2 separate regions of the Anser cygnoides genome follow, and region 2 is linked to region 1. The links are chromatin contacts, called in public Hi-C maps. All regions are on one chromosome and are shown on one strand. Each heading gives the region's core, a stretch centred on a gene start, on an enhancer-like site or on the middle of the called end of the contact. The rest is flanking DNA. Distances are from core to core; before and after follow the strand shown.

Region 1 (6,162 bases), core at 2,802-5,301:
GCTACAAGCAGCTGAAGAAACTCTCCCACAAGTGACCCTTCTGCCCTGAAGACCGGGCTGTATACAGCTCTTACTTCCACACACCATGTGGCAGTCTCGTTACCCAATTCCGCCTAATGAATTATCGTTGCTTCAAGCAACATGTTTGACAGCAGTTTCATTAGCAAACGTGAGTGAACATATTTTTGTACTTGTTTTTAATAAAAAAGCAAGTTCGTATTCCAAGAGCAAGATATAATTCAGGTTTACAAAGTGTACACTGCTACGTAAAACATCACTACCACTCTAAAACGGAGATTCCTGACGACTGTGCCATCAATACAGGAGCTATGGCTTCAGCTGTCCTCTCTCAGATGTCTAGCAATTCCAGGAGCAGCTGGAAGTCTGGACATTTCAAACAAAAATAAAATACTAAAAGCTGAGTAAGACAATGCCTGGGTAACTGACGAAATAAACTGTTCTAATCTGTCAAGTAGCAGAAGCTGAAAGGCCAACACCACTACTTATCTTCAGGCCACCTCCCCTGTGCCCCAGTCTTGGTCCAGTTTCATATAGCTGTGGACTATTTCAGAACCAAGGAACGCTTGCTGAATTGTTTATTTGTACATCTCTTGCTCCTTGCAAGGCTCTAAAATGCAGGTGGGGAACATAGGTATTATTAAAACAGGCAGAGAAAAAAGCAGCTACTAGTAGCTCTGAAAAACGCATTCTCCTGGAGCCTACTACAGCTCACCCCTTCCAACTATCAAGACTTCAGAGTAACTGGAGTGAAAAGAAAATGAACTTAAATACAAGGGCAGAGAGTGCTGCAAAGCAACGCAGATGGGGAAACTTTAGTTTTTAAGTGAGGAGGGGAAAAAAAGTTAACAGATTACAGCAGACAGTCTGCTTCAACAGATTGCAAGAACAAAATGGCCATCTACTTTGTATTTAGGATGCATCACATCTTTGCTTGGCACAAGAGAAGAGTCTGATCTCATCCATACCAGGCTGTGACTGACAAGTACTCAGTGTGTTTACTATTAAATACACTGTCTCAGCAACTGATGTGTACACAATTGCTCAGACCCTACAAACGAGAAGAATGAGCAATCAAAGCAGACTAAATCAGATGCAGGCTGTATTAGAAGCTTAGAAGACAGGCAGCCACGAATTTAAAAGTTCCCACCACCAAAGACCAAGTACTTGACAAGGTGTCCCATTTTGAGAAGCCTTCTGAGACCCTGAAACAAATTACTAACTTTTTGTTGGTTTTAGAAGTGCAATAGAGGAAAAACACTGCAGTAATCATTCTTAAAACTGTTGCAATAGCCAGTGCTTTAGAATTAATAACCTGTACTTACTCTAACAGCACCCTATAGAAGGAAAACTTTAAAATGAGAACGTATTGTAATTATGTGCTTCAAGTCTTTGGCTTCTTGACAGAAAAGAAGACACAACACTAGTGCAAGGTATTGCACATTTATATGCCCAAGCACTTACAGAGCAAAGAAAATAATTCATTAAAGCAAACTTTTGCCAAAGATAACATGAAGCAACAAATTTTAACCACTCCCCGTTCCCCATGCATGACTCTTCAAGGCAATTCACATGCAATTACGAATTCTAATTCTCTACTACTTCTATTCCCTACTTCCTTAAAGTTTTAAGGAAACTATTTTTAGTGGAGTTGATCAACCCCAAATTACAGACTCTCAAACTGAACCAGAAGTGAGTTTCCTTGGCAAGTGCGCCTCACAAAAATCCTGTGTGAAAAGTCAGTAGAGGGCACTGTGACACACCCACAAATCCACATTTTGCTGCTCTTTTGGCCCTGAAAATAGTAGGTCAGTCAGAGGAATTCTGCAGCAGCTAGAACAACTGCTGCCCCTTCCTAGCACTTGTGAAGAAAGCAGGTATTCCTGATGGCTACACAAACGTGACAACAGGGCTTTTTGGACTTGCTATGGACAGCATAGGATCTCCACGGCTCTCATACACAACAAAGTCACCAAGCTAAGATTAGAACACTACCGCAAGTAGGAGAGAACGTCTAGTCTTAGTGGCTATGTGCCAGTTAAGTGTATTTTCATCTTTCTTAGGGGGTTTAAGGAAAAGGTAATATATTTCTTCCTAACCAATGACACAAAAGCCAGAGAAACAAAGCCACTGGAACTGACTGGAAAGATACTAGGAAGAAAATCAGATGGAGGAAGATGGCATAATGAACACTGAGAAAAGGGGACAAGGAAGACAGTCTCAAGACCACTTGACTGAAGGCATCTTATGTCTCATGGCCTCTGTTTAATTTCACCTTTGCTTAATAAAGCAAAATTCATGTGGAAAGTAAAGTTAAACAATAGTCTCCAGACTGCATAAAATCCTCTGCTGGCAAACTTAAACAACAGACTCCAAGATCTCTCTTGGATGCACTGAGCACTCCCCTCTTCCTGGGCAGAGGAACACTGGCAAACTGGTTAAATCCCACAGCTAGGAAACAAGGACACAAGAAGGTGGAGAGGATTTATAAATAGTATTAAAGACTCCCTTTTTAGCAAAAATAATTAGCACACGCAAATGAGGGAGCAACAGCAACCAGAAAACCCAACTGCATAATACATTGTCCTTTATTATCTCTTGCAGTAACAGGTACTCCAATACACAAATTTATCTTTAATCCCTATGATATGATGCTGGTTTGGCCCACAGAGGACTTAGTTCTCAAAATGCAAATACAATCCTTAGTGGCGTATTTCACAGAAAAAAAAAAAAAAAGAAAATAAAACAAGCAACAAGAATCTGGTCATTAGAAGTTGAGGTGCTCAGCGCTGCTGATACCACTTTCACAGCCAGTGGAGTTTAAGAAGTAGTTAAACCAAAGATTTGCTGGTTGGTGTTTCTGTTCCAAAGCAGAAACAGGTTCAGCAGCTACATTTGACTTCCAGAAAGCATGCCTATGCATCTCCCCTCCAGTGCTAGGTATTGCCCGTGGGAAGAGCATGCCGGCAGAGCGAGCAAACGGCATCTCTTCCTACAGCCTCTTCCAAGCCTGGCTCCTCTTCTGCCAACCCCAGAACACAATGCTGCCTACTTAGCAGGTCTCAATTACCTGACAAGTCTCACGGAGGGCAGTGGGAAGGGAGAAGGCTGCAGGACTGCTACTTAGCCAGGTGACGAGACAGCAGCAAGGAAGTGTACTTGGCGTTAGGAGAAGGCTTCCTGACAGGATAAAGCTTTCATGTGAAGTGACACCAGACAGCTTCAGGGAGGTGTTTGTCACCAGCAAAATGGGGAAGCCCTATTTATCATCCAGTGTTTTGGGTCACACGCTCGCGCTACATCCTTCACAGACACCCGGTGGGCTGCTCTGTGAGCAGGTTCACTCCGTTTGCCTGACAAAACCTCACACACGGTAAATCCCAACTCCAGCAGCCCCACAAGCAGCGGGGCCAGCGCAGAGAGCTGCACAGCACGGAGCACGAGGGAGGTTCACCTTCTCCCTTATTACTCTACATTTATCGCGAGCATTGTTCACACCCAAAAGAGCAAAATAACCTTCAATTCCATGAAAGAACGGCGCGATGTATGAGGAGGAGACCAGAGGTTTCGCAGCTTACCCTTTCTCAGGAAGGTGACACCTTCACCCGCAGCTCACCCCGCTACCTGCCGAGGCCCCGCTGAGGCGGCAGCAGGCGGTAACGCCGCCCGCCTCCCCGCAGCCGCCGGCCCGCGCTCCCCAGCCTCCTCCCCAGCCCCTCCATAGCCCCGGGCCGCGCTTCGGGGGTCAGCGGGAGCCGCTCACACCCGCCGGGCGCCGCCAGCGCCGCGGCGCCTCGGCTCAGCCAGGCTCGGCTCGGCTCGGCCAGGCCCGGCCCGGCCCCGACCTCGACCCCCAGCCCCGCCCGCCGCCGGCACTCACACGACGGCCCGGGAGATCATCCAGGACACCATGGCGGCGGCGGCGGCCGCGCGTCCCCTCCGCAGCCGGGCCCCAATGGCCGCGGCCCCGCCCGGCCCGGCCCGGCCCCGCCCGCCGCCCGGCTCGGCGGCCCCGCGCACGCGCCCCGAAGCCCGCCGGGCCCCTCAGGGCTGCCCGGCCGCCGCGGGCCGGCGCCCCCCGGGTCTGTCGGGTGCAGTCCGTGGCCGTCCCCTGAGCGATGCCGTGAGGGGCCGCCTGTTTTTAGGGTGGGAGCTGAAGGCAGCCTTTCACAACAGCCGTCGCGGGGAGATGGGAACAGATAAATCAAGGAAAAACGTAGTGAGGCAGCCCTTCTCCCCTTCCCCTTAAGCACGGTGACTGACTAGCGGACAGGTGGGTGACGGTGCCCACCCCGTGTGCGCTGTTTCCTTATTTCCCTATTTCTTACCCCCTTACCTGCTGCAGGAGCCATAAAACCACCAGTTTCGTGCATTCACATCACCCGCTGTCGGGCTGGCAGGCCCAGAGCGAGCTTGCTGTGGCACCCAGTGTCCGTGCGGAGGTGGGGTGGGCTCGGGTTTGGGTGCAGTGTTTAACCAGCTCACCCAGGCCGGTGCAGGGAAGAGCTCTGAAGACGTGGGCATATCCACTGCCCTGTCAGTGCTCCAGTACCTGGCTGAACTGTGGCACAAAGGTGCCAACTCCTTGGTATTGGTTTACAAATGCTCAGTCCCAGCGGCTGTGTAAGGATACATACTTAACATGGGTCGCACAGACTGCTGCCTGCAGTGGATCTAAAACTGCAGGTGACTGGGGGGGCAGGAGGAGATGTTTGGGACAGATTACTGTCTGTGTGCACTGTTACCTTTGTTCTTTCCCTTGTCACTGGCAGCTGTCTAAGGCAGGACACCAGGCAGGACAGTTCACAGCGTGACCCAGTGCAGACACCCTTGACGAGCTTGTGGTCTGGCGGGTTGTGACCTGCCAGGGAGGTGCTGGGGAAGCTGAATACCTCGTGGTACTTCAGCTAATCCATTGCAGCTCGTTCCTGCATACCAGCTTTAGGTTGTATACAGAACTGTTTGTAGACATAAAAGAACAATATTTTGCTGAGACGGACTGCTTTATCTTTCCCCAGAACAAGAACCTGTGGAAAGTTCTGCCTACGCCACCACTGGAAACATTGAACTTTTCTGGTCAATGTCTAACAAATGTCACAAAGTGATACCAGAAGCAATAAATGCCAAAATGCCAATGCTTCTGAACGTGCCGTTCAATTCTTAAAGTAGAGAAACAGGAGATTATAGTTTTCACCACCGTTCTTGCTGACATGGTAAATAACATTCCAAGGTCAGTATTGCAATCTGTAACAGAAATTAATTCTTTAAAATGTCTTTAAGTAGGGATAATACATGTTTTGCATACCATACAGTGAGAAGAAATGACCTACTCTTCATAAGCTATTGGCTTTTTCAGGTCAGACGTGCTAGGTCAGTGCAAGATGTTTTTTGTTCCACAGGCAAGTGCCACAATTCCTCTCCTACTCAAATGAGTAAAATCCAGACAAAGGTATCTTCGCTCCTCTGCTGCTTTCAAACACAAATCACACAGTCAAAAGGTTAAAAGTGATTTATAAAAAGAAGAAGCAGGGACATAAACACAAAGCATTTCAACAATTGTAGCACTTCAAAATTTTTGCTATAGTTGTAAAATGTGAAATTTTAAGCTTGAAATCGGAAAGAGTACAATAATTTAAAAACAAATGTATTCTTACTATGCAGGTGTTGAGATCTTGAAAATGATATTGGCCATGTAGGGTGTCTCCGGAGCTACACTGTGATCTTTTATAGGGGGAACCTGATACAGAAAAAGATAGAAAGGAGTTTGTTTGTGGGCAAATGAGACTACACCACTCATGAATCTTATCATTGAAACAGGCCTAACTTTGCATTCTATGAAAGCTGAAATCTGAACCACAATTTATATTCCCCTTAAATAAAAAACCTTTCTGGTATTAGACCGCACAAAACAAACTTGAACAACAAAGGATTTGAAATATGAATTAGCTCAAAGAGATTACATTTTAGACTCCAGTTCTGTAAACAATTCTGCAGAGGTGGATCCTGCTGCCTGCATAATGCTCTACAGGAGTTTGTAGCATTGCAACCCATCTAGAGCAAATTGCAAGACACGAGCTTGAGTTTATATCATATTAAATAAGTATATAAGAATTCTTTACCCCAGGCAATTATGTTTGATAATAT
Region 2 (6,840 bases), core at 3,815-6,314, 150 kb after region 1:
TAGAAGCTACTAAAAGTCCTCTTATCATTGACAAGAATGAACATTTCACAGTGTACAGGGACCCCACTCTGATTGGACAAGAAACAGGAACTAATCACATTTCACCTTATTTGCATCAGCATAATTATCCTCTGCATTCCTCATCCCACCGAACCTGTTTAAATCCAAACGCTCATCATCCTGCATTAACTGGTCCATCCCATCTGCTAGCTGGGTCTTCAACTCAGACTCCCTTGTCCGCTATTAACACTCACCCCCTTAGTACCGCACCTCACCATTCTGTTCATCACCCTCATCTACTTCCTGCAGTGTTACCTGGAGTGCCTGCTGCCTCCTTGCTGGGTGGCCACCCGCGACTAGAGACTGCTCATGCTAGCAGCCTAAGCCATTTGGCATTAGCACACCAGCAGCAGCAACAGATGTTACAACACCAGTCTCCACATCTTCTCGGACAAGCTCATCCTTCTGCTTCCTATAATCAGCTAGGGCTTTATCCAATTATTTGGCAGTATCCAAACGGAACACATGCTTACTCAGGACTCGGTCTGCCCTCCTCGAAATGGGTCCACCCGGAAACTCCTGTTAACGCAGAGGCTTCCTTGAGAAGGGTAAGTTGTGCTGATTTCTCGAGTACATGTCTAGCTGAGGCTGGTGTCTTCCAGTAGCAGTTTTCTAGGTACAAGCTCAGCAGTTTGGATCATGCCAAGCGTATCACCAAGCATATGATGAGGGAGGTGGTTTGGAGCAGACGTAGAACTAGAAATGGCGATCCAGTGGTATCCGTTGTTTCACAGTGCCACGAGTAGGGAGTTCTCCGAACGTTGATTTCCAACATATTTTAGTGTAAGATGAAATGTTTGTTTTTAGTTCATGACCAAGTGAGGTCAGCCAGCGTATTTGGGACCTAAAGTCCTCAGGGTGAATGTTTGCTATCTTAAATTACGGAAACCATTAGGTGAGGTAAGTACTAGAAGAGGTACAGCAGTTGTCTGTGTCTTCCACTTGGTGGAATTTTGTGTGTGCTTGCGGGATAATGGGGAAGGCTGGGACTGAAGGAGTCCTAAACCCAGTGGGAAATTCTGAGGAGAAATACTCTAGCATTTATAAATCTTACGTGCATTATATACCAATTTCTCTTGTCCTTACGCACCTGTCTGTGTACCTTCTCTTGGCATATCCTTTTCTCCCTCTCTGTTCCTGTTTACACACATCTTTGCCTTCTCTTCTGCTTTCTACTCCTCTGTATTCGGGTCAGGAAGATTCCTCTGTCTCTGCACTGAGTGCAACTGTTGAAGCCCCGGGAGAAATCAGTTGTTTTTCAGTGTAGTGCCCAGTGCCATGGTGTTGGTTGGTAGGCAGACACGGCAATTACAGAAAAACTTTCCTCAGTTTCTGCAGGCTTGGGATACAGCTTGCTCATTGCAGGCACCTTGTAGGAACAGCCTAAGATGAAGCATGTGTAGCACAGACAGAAACTTTGGAGAGCTTTGCTGCCAACTTCAATGAAACCTCCACTGAGCATGTGCATACTGATTTTAGAGGCTTAAACTTAGCCTAATTTGGGCAGATTTTCACAGGGACCACAAAAGGCATGTCGCTGACAGTGGTCCTTCTGCCAAATTGTAAGCCTTTGCGTCAAAGCTGGGAGTTTCTGAATGGTTATAAAGATTTTTTTTTTTCTTCTTCATCATGGGGAAAACTATTCTTCCCCAGCCTCGTTCTTGAGAAAAGCCAAACCATTGTGGCTGAGTCTTTCCCAAACACTCAGTTTGAGTTGGCCTTGTAATACGAAGTCAGTTTGATCTAAAATGTGATAAAGTCAAATGCAGCAGGGAAGAAAAGCCTTAAGAGAAAACTATAGGTGGGTTTTTATCACTTCATGTTGCTACTCGCTCCACCCCCCTACTGAAGTCCATTTTGAAGAACGTAGGATAGACTCAGTTTTCACTTTGGTTGCCTGAAGTATGCAGCCATGCATACTGAGGCACGTAGCTTTCTAATTATGTTGATATGTGGCAGTTGTCTTGTGGTGACTTGTCTTCTGGCTCTGGCACTGGAGGCCTTTTTTAAATACATCTTAGAACCCCAGGATGGGTGTTTCCAGAAAGAGTTTGCATGGCTGCCATGATCGTAGACAGGGATCCATGTTTCAGCTGTAACAAAAGCAGCAGCCACCCTCGGCTCAGGGCCGAGCCGTGCTGAGCTGCTAGAGGAAGCGTGCCCCCGAGCCCACCTTTCCCAAGCGGCTGCAGGGGGCTGGGGCAGCTCCTGGCTTTGGGCTGGGCTGTGGATGGCTGCAGGTGGAGTCATGGGGCTGTTTGGGCAACATTTGGTGCCCAAGCAGATGTTCCCTAGCTCCTCTAGGGAGAAGGTGATGGGTCTTTTTTGCATAATACTTTAATACAGCTTACAGGCTATTCGTGGGAACTCGCCACAGCGTGGGAACTCCTGGCCTAGCAAATGTGTGCACTAAAACTGTTAGTGCAAAACCCAAGCGGTTGCTTTAAATATTCAAAAGTCTAGGAATGAGAACTTCAAAGTTGTAGCACCTGCAGATCTATTTTGTATTGAGTGCATGTGCCATGAGAGCTTTTTGCTGCTCTTCTACTGCAGCATTTCTCATTCGGGAGTCACCGAGGCTGGAGAGAAGGAGTGAGATGTACTGGTGAGGAGCAGAGGAGGGAAGAAGCACTGGGCAATAGCAGGAATTAGGGGTGGAGTGGCACTGAGAGGCTTTGGGGTTGTAAATGGGAGTTCTGCTTTTTCTAGTCCCCATCCTTTCTTCCATGCCTGTTCCTAGCACTTGACCAGCACTCCCCAACAGAGTGCCCTCCCTTTCAGCCCAGACCATGAGCGAGCACATATTTCTCCTAAGCAAGCCGCAAACAGGAGAGGGAAAGGGGGGGAGAGAGCCTGAGAACTGCTCATGGTCTGTTCTGCAGAGCTATTCTACAAGTTTCAGAGAAAATGCCCAAGTAGAAGTTTACTTGCATTGCCAGGCTTTTAAGTATTTAGGTGTACAGTACAAAATGGTGCATTCTGTGCTTTTGCCATACTGCAAAGTTTGGCAGGTGTGTACCCGTATGATATTAGTAGTGTGCTGATTATGAAATTACCCTATGTAAAAATATCTGGCAACATAAAGCAGATTAATTAGGATTATCATTCTTAATAATTTTGGTTGGGGGTAGGAGAGGAACCAAGTGGCAAAGAGATGTTTGTGTCCCTTATATTGAGACTTGTTACCTACGTGGAGATTAAATTGTTTTCCAGAAATAATAAACTGTATTTTCCTTTAAAAGAAGTCCTTCTTGCAAGTCATTGAACAGCTAATGGTCTTTTTTATTAGTAACTGAAGTAAAGTACTGTCAGACTGTCATTGGTTTGGTAGTTGTGATGAAGTAGCTTGAGATCCCATTCTAGAAATTGACAATTCATACTGAATACTTAAATAGGAAACTGTTTTACGAATACTTCTGAAATATATGTAAATTACTTTGTATGCTGTAAGTCTAGAGAGAAGTATAATCAGATGTTCCAGGTGATCAGAAAGTGATTTAAAATAATAAATTATGTTTACTGTATTTGATTTGATACTAAAATAAATTACTGTACTCTGCTCATTGCTAGGACATGGTACAGTACCTCTTGTGGCACTGTGCTGAAGGTCCCGTGATTATGTTGAAATCTGATGTTTTCTGTGTTGGTGTTAACAGAATACTCCCAGTCCGTGGTTACACCAGCCCACCCCTGTGACCTCAGCTGACAGCCTTGGGTTACTGAGTCACATTCCTGTGCGACCGTCCAGTGCAGATCCCCTTCGGCCTCTCAAACTGGCAGCGCATTCTAGCCCACCGTTGTCCAAAAGTATAGTAGAGCATCACAAAGAGTAAGTGCACTGTTATTCTAACTCAGACTCACAGAATGGGGTTGGCAGGGACCTCTGGAGGCCATTTGGGCCAACCCCTGCTCGAGCAGGGCCGTCCATGGCCATGTCCAGGTGGCTTTTGACCATCTCCAAGCAGACTCCACAACCACCCTGGGCAGCCTGTGCCAGCGCTCAGTCACCCACACAGCACAGAAGTGCTTCAGGTGTTCAGACAGAACCTCTAGTGTGCCCATCGCCTCATGTCCTGGCACCGGGCACCACTGAAACGAGCCTGGCTCTGTCCTCATTGCACCTTCCCTTTAGGTGTATACAGACATTGATAAGGTTCCCCCCAAGCCTCCTCTTCTGCAGGCTGAACAGTCCCAACTCTGTGTGCACAGTGTAAACAGAGTGCAGTCCAAGAGGTTGTATTTCAGCCCCTGACGTTGTCTTCTAGCTTCATTTTAGTTTATTTGCAAATGTGGGTGCCTGTGATAGGGAAAAGCTTGTCAGTGTGCTGCAAAGCAGACTCTGCCCTGTTGACTTTGAATGGTACTTGAGTTCCTGAGTCATCTGCAGACTTTTGAAAATTGTGCCTAATATAAAGAAAAGTTTATTTTGTGTTAATAGATAACTTTGTTCAGAGCATGGGAAGAAAGGTCTTCTGTTCAGCTTGTTGTGGAACATTCAGACTAAACTGTGTAACCTTTTTCAGAGAGCTGGAGAGGAAAGCATTTATCGAACCTTTACGTTCCGTTACAACTGCACCAATAAAGACAGAGTTGGAGCAAAGCAGAACACAGACAGCAAAGGAGAGCCATATGCAGAGACATTTTGCAGATCCAATGTTGAACCAGCTGCCAAGGCCACCACAGGAGACAGGGGAGCGACTGAGCAAATACAAAGAAGAACATAGACGGATACTCCAAGAAAGTATTGAAGTTGCTCCTTTTACAGCTAAAATAAAGGCACTGGAGGGAGAGAGAGAGAACTACTCTAGGGTAACATCCTTATCTTCGAGTCCCAAAAGTCATTCAGTAAAATATGAGAAAGATGCAGAACGCTCTGTGTCAGAACTGTATAAAATGAAGCATTCGGTCCCACAGAGCTTGCCGCAGAGTAACTATTTCACCACCTTGTCTAACAGTGTAGTAAATGAACCACCGAGATCATACCCATCCAAGGAAGCTTCAAGTGCGTATGTTGAGAAGCAGACTAATTGTCCTTCAACAGCAGCTAGTTCCCAGTCTCTTCCTTCTTACATTTCTTCTCTTTCAAAACCTCCCCCTTTAATTAAGCACCAACCTGAGAGCGAAGGCTCTGCAAGCAAGATATCTGAGCAGCTTTCACAATCAGTGCAGTCTCACTCAGTCAGTTCTTTTAGAAATGACAGCAGAAGCCCTACTCAGCTGTCAGTCTCATCTTCAAATACGCTCCGGAGTATGCCTGCCTTGCACAGAGCCCCCGTGTTTCACCCCCCTGTGCACCAGAACCTAGAGAAGAAGGAAAGCAGCTACAGCAGCCTTTCGCCTCCCACCCTGACTCCTGTTCAACCCGTTAATGCTGGTGGTGGTAAAATACAAGAATTGCAGAAACCACCAACTTTAGTCCCTGAACCTAAGGAAGCTCAGACTGTTTACAAGGGCACTTCTGAACAGAATTTATCCGAAATGTGGAAATCTAACAACGCCCCGAATAACGAAAAAGCGGACTGGCATGTTGAAAGAATGAGCGGAAAGTCGCAGTCCGCCACGGCATCTGTTATTGTGCGTCCTCCTTCTAGCACGAAATATGATAGCGTAGCCGTAATGCAGTCAGCTTCCAAAGATCGAGCCAGTGAGAGATCTTCAGCTGTGACAAATCAAGCAGATTGCCTGAAAACAGCGGAAGCCAGAGAGACTGGAAGAATCATCCTGCCAAATATGAACTCAGACAGTGCTCGCACACAGTATGAAAAGAAATTTCCAGCTGTCTCGCAAGGCAGCGTTCCTCGTTCTGTCACCCCTACCACAACTATGATCTGCAGTACTAAAACGGATGTAACTGCATCAGCGGCTACGACTACCAGCGTGTCAAGCTGGGGCAGCTCCGAAGTGACTTACTCCTTATCGAACACGGTCTTGGCCTGCGCGCCGCTGGAGTGTGCTGCCTCGAGAGCGGCAAGTCAGGTGGCGGCACAGGCCCAGGAATGCAAGGTCAGCGCCCCGGCGCCAGCTACGCCCGCCCCTGGCAAGACCGGCAGCGCTGCTCAGCCCGGCTTGGGATTCTCCACCTCCACCGACTTCGTCCATTTGAAAAAGCACAAGGCAGCGTTGGCTGCGGCTCAGTTTAAAAGTAGTAACACCAGTGAGACAGAGGCCAACTCTGTGAAAAATCAGACATTTTCAACCTCTCTCCCCCTAGACAGTGCTATCGTCTGCAATACAATAAACAAAGCAAACTCTGTAGGCAGTGGGCAAACTTCCCAGACAAGTCAGCCAAACTACCACACTAAACTGAAAAAGGCTTGGCTAACAAGACATTCAGAGGAAGATAAAAACACTAATAAAAAGGAGAATTCAGGGAACAGTGTTTCAGAAATTATTAAGCCATGTACTGTCAATTTAATAGCTTCTACATCAAATGATTTGCAAAATAACCTAGATAGTAAAATCTTGGCAGATAAGTTTGTGAAGGAAGATAAGCACCCTAGGAGAAAAGCAAAACGAACTTACGAGTCTGGCTCTGAAAGTGGAGACTCTGATGAAAGTGAGAGCAAGTCAGAGCAAAGGACTAAACGGCAGCCCAAGCCAACTTACAAAAAGAAACAAAATGATTTGCAGAAAAAAAAGGGTGATGCGGAGGAAGAAGTAAAACCGAATGGTGTTCTTAGCCGGAGTGCCAAAGAAAAAAGCAAGCTGAAGTTACAGAGCAGCAGTAACAGCAGTGAGTATATTAATCTGATTTGGAAAAGACAGACTAATGTGAACTCC

The links. Hi-C and Micro-C count contacts between places; a contact is called where the count stands out from the background.
Region 2: a Hi-C map of liver shows a contact between it and region 1, with 1.7 times the contacts expected there. The contact joins the enhancer-like site here to the promoter of REEP3 in region 1. A contact is called at or near these places in 2 of 7 Hi-C or Micro-C datasets (both in liver).

What each region holds. Positions count from the first base shown.
Region 1 is chr7:27,304,202-27,310,363 of Taihu_goose_T2T_genome, forward strand. REEP3 (receptor accessory protein 3) reads right to left here and starts at 4,052. Exons shown (of 8, transcript XM_048069494.2): 1 at 3,899-4,052. The coding sequence starts at 3,930. It overlaps LOC106031286 (a long non-coding RNA gene), which reads left to right and starts at 4,070. Exons shown (of 3, transcript XR_010833032.1): 1 at 4,070-4,291; 2 at 5,037-5,248.
Region 2 is chr7:27,453,612-27,460,451 of Taihu_goose_T2T_genome, forward strand. It overlaps JMJD1C (jumonji domain containing 1C), which reads left to right. Exons shown (of 26, transcript XM_067001093.1): 8 at 1-608; 9 at 3,717-3,889; 10 at 4,584-6,793. Among named protein-coding and RNA genes, the nearest start is that of NRBF2, 50 kb to the right of the region's middle. Within about 2 kb of position 5,065, at least 3 of the 3 cell types and tissues checked have open chromatin away from gene starts, as enhancers often do. A contact at or near this core is called in liver, where this site is marked.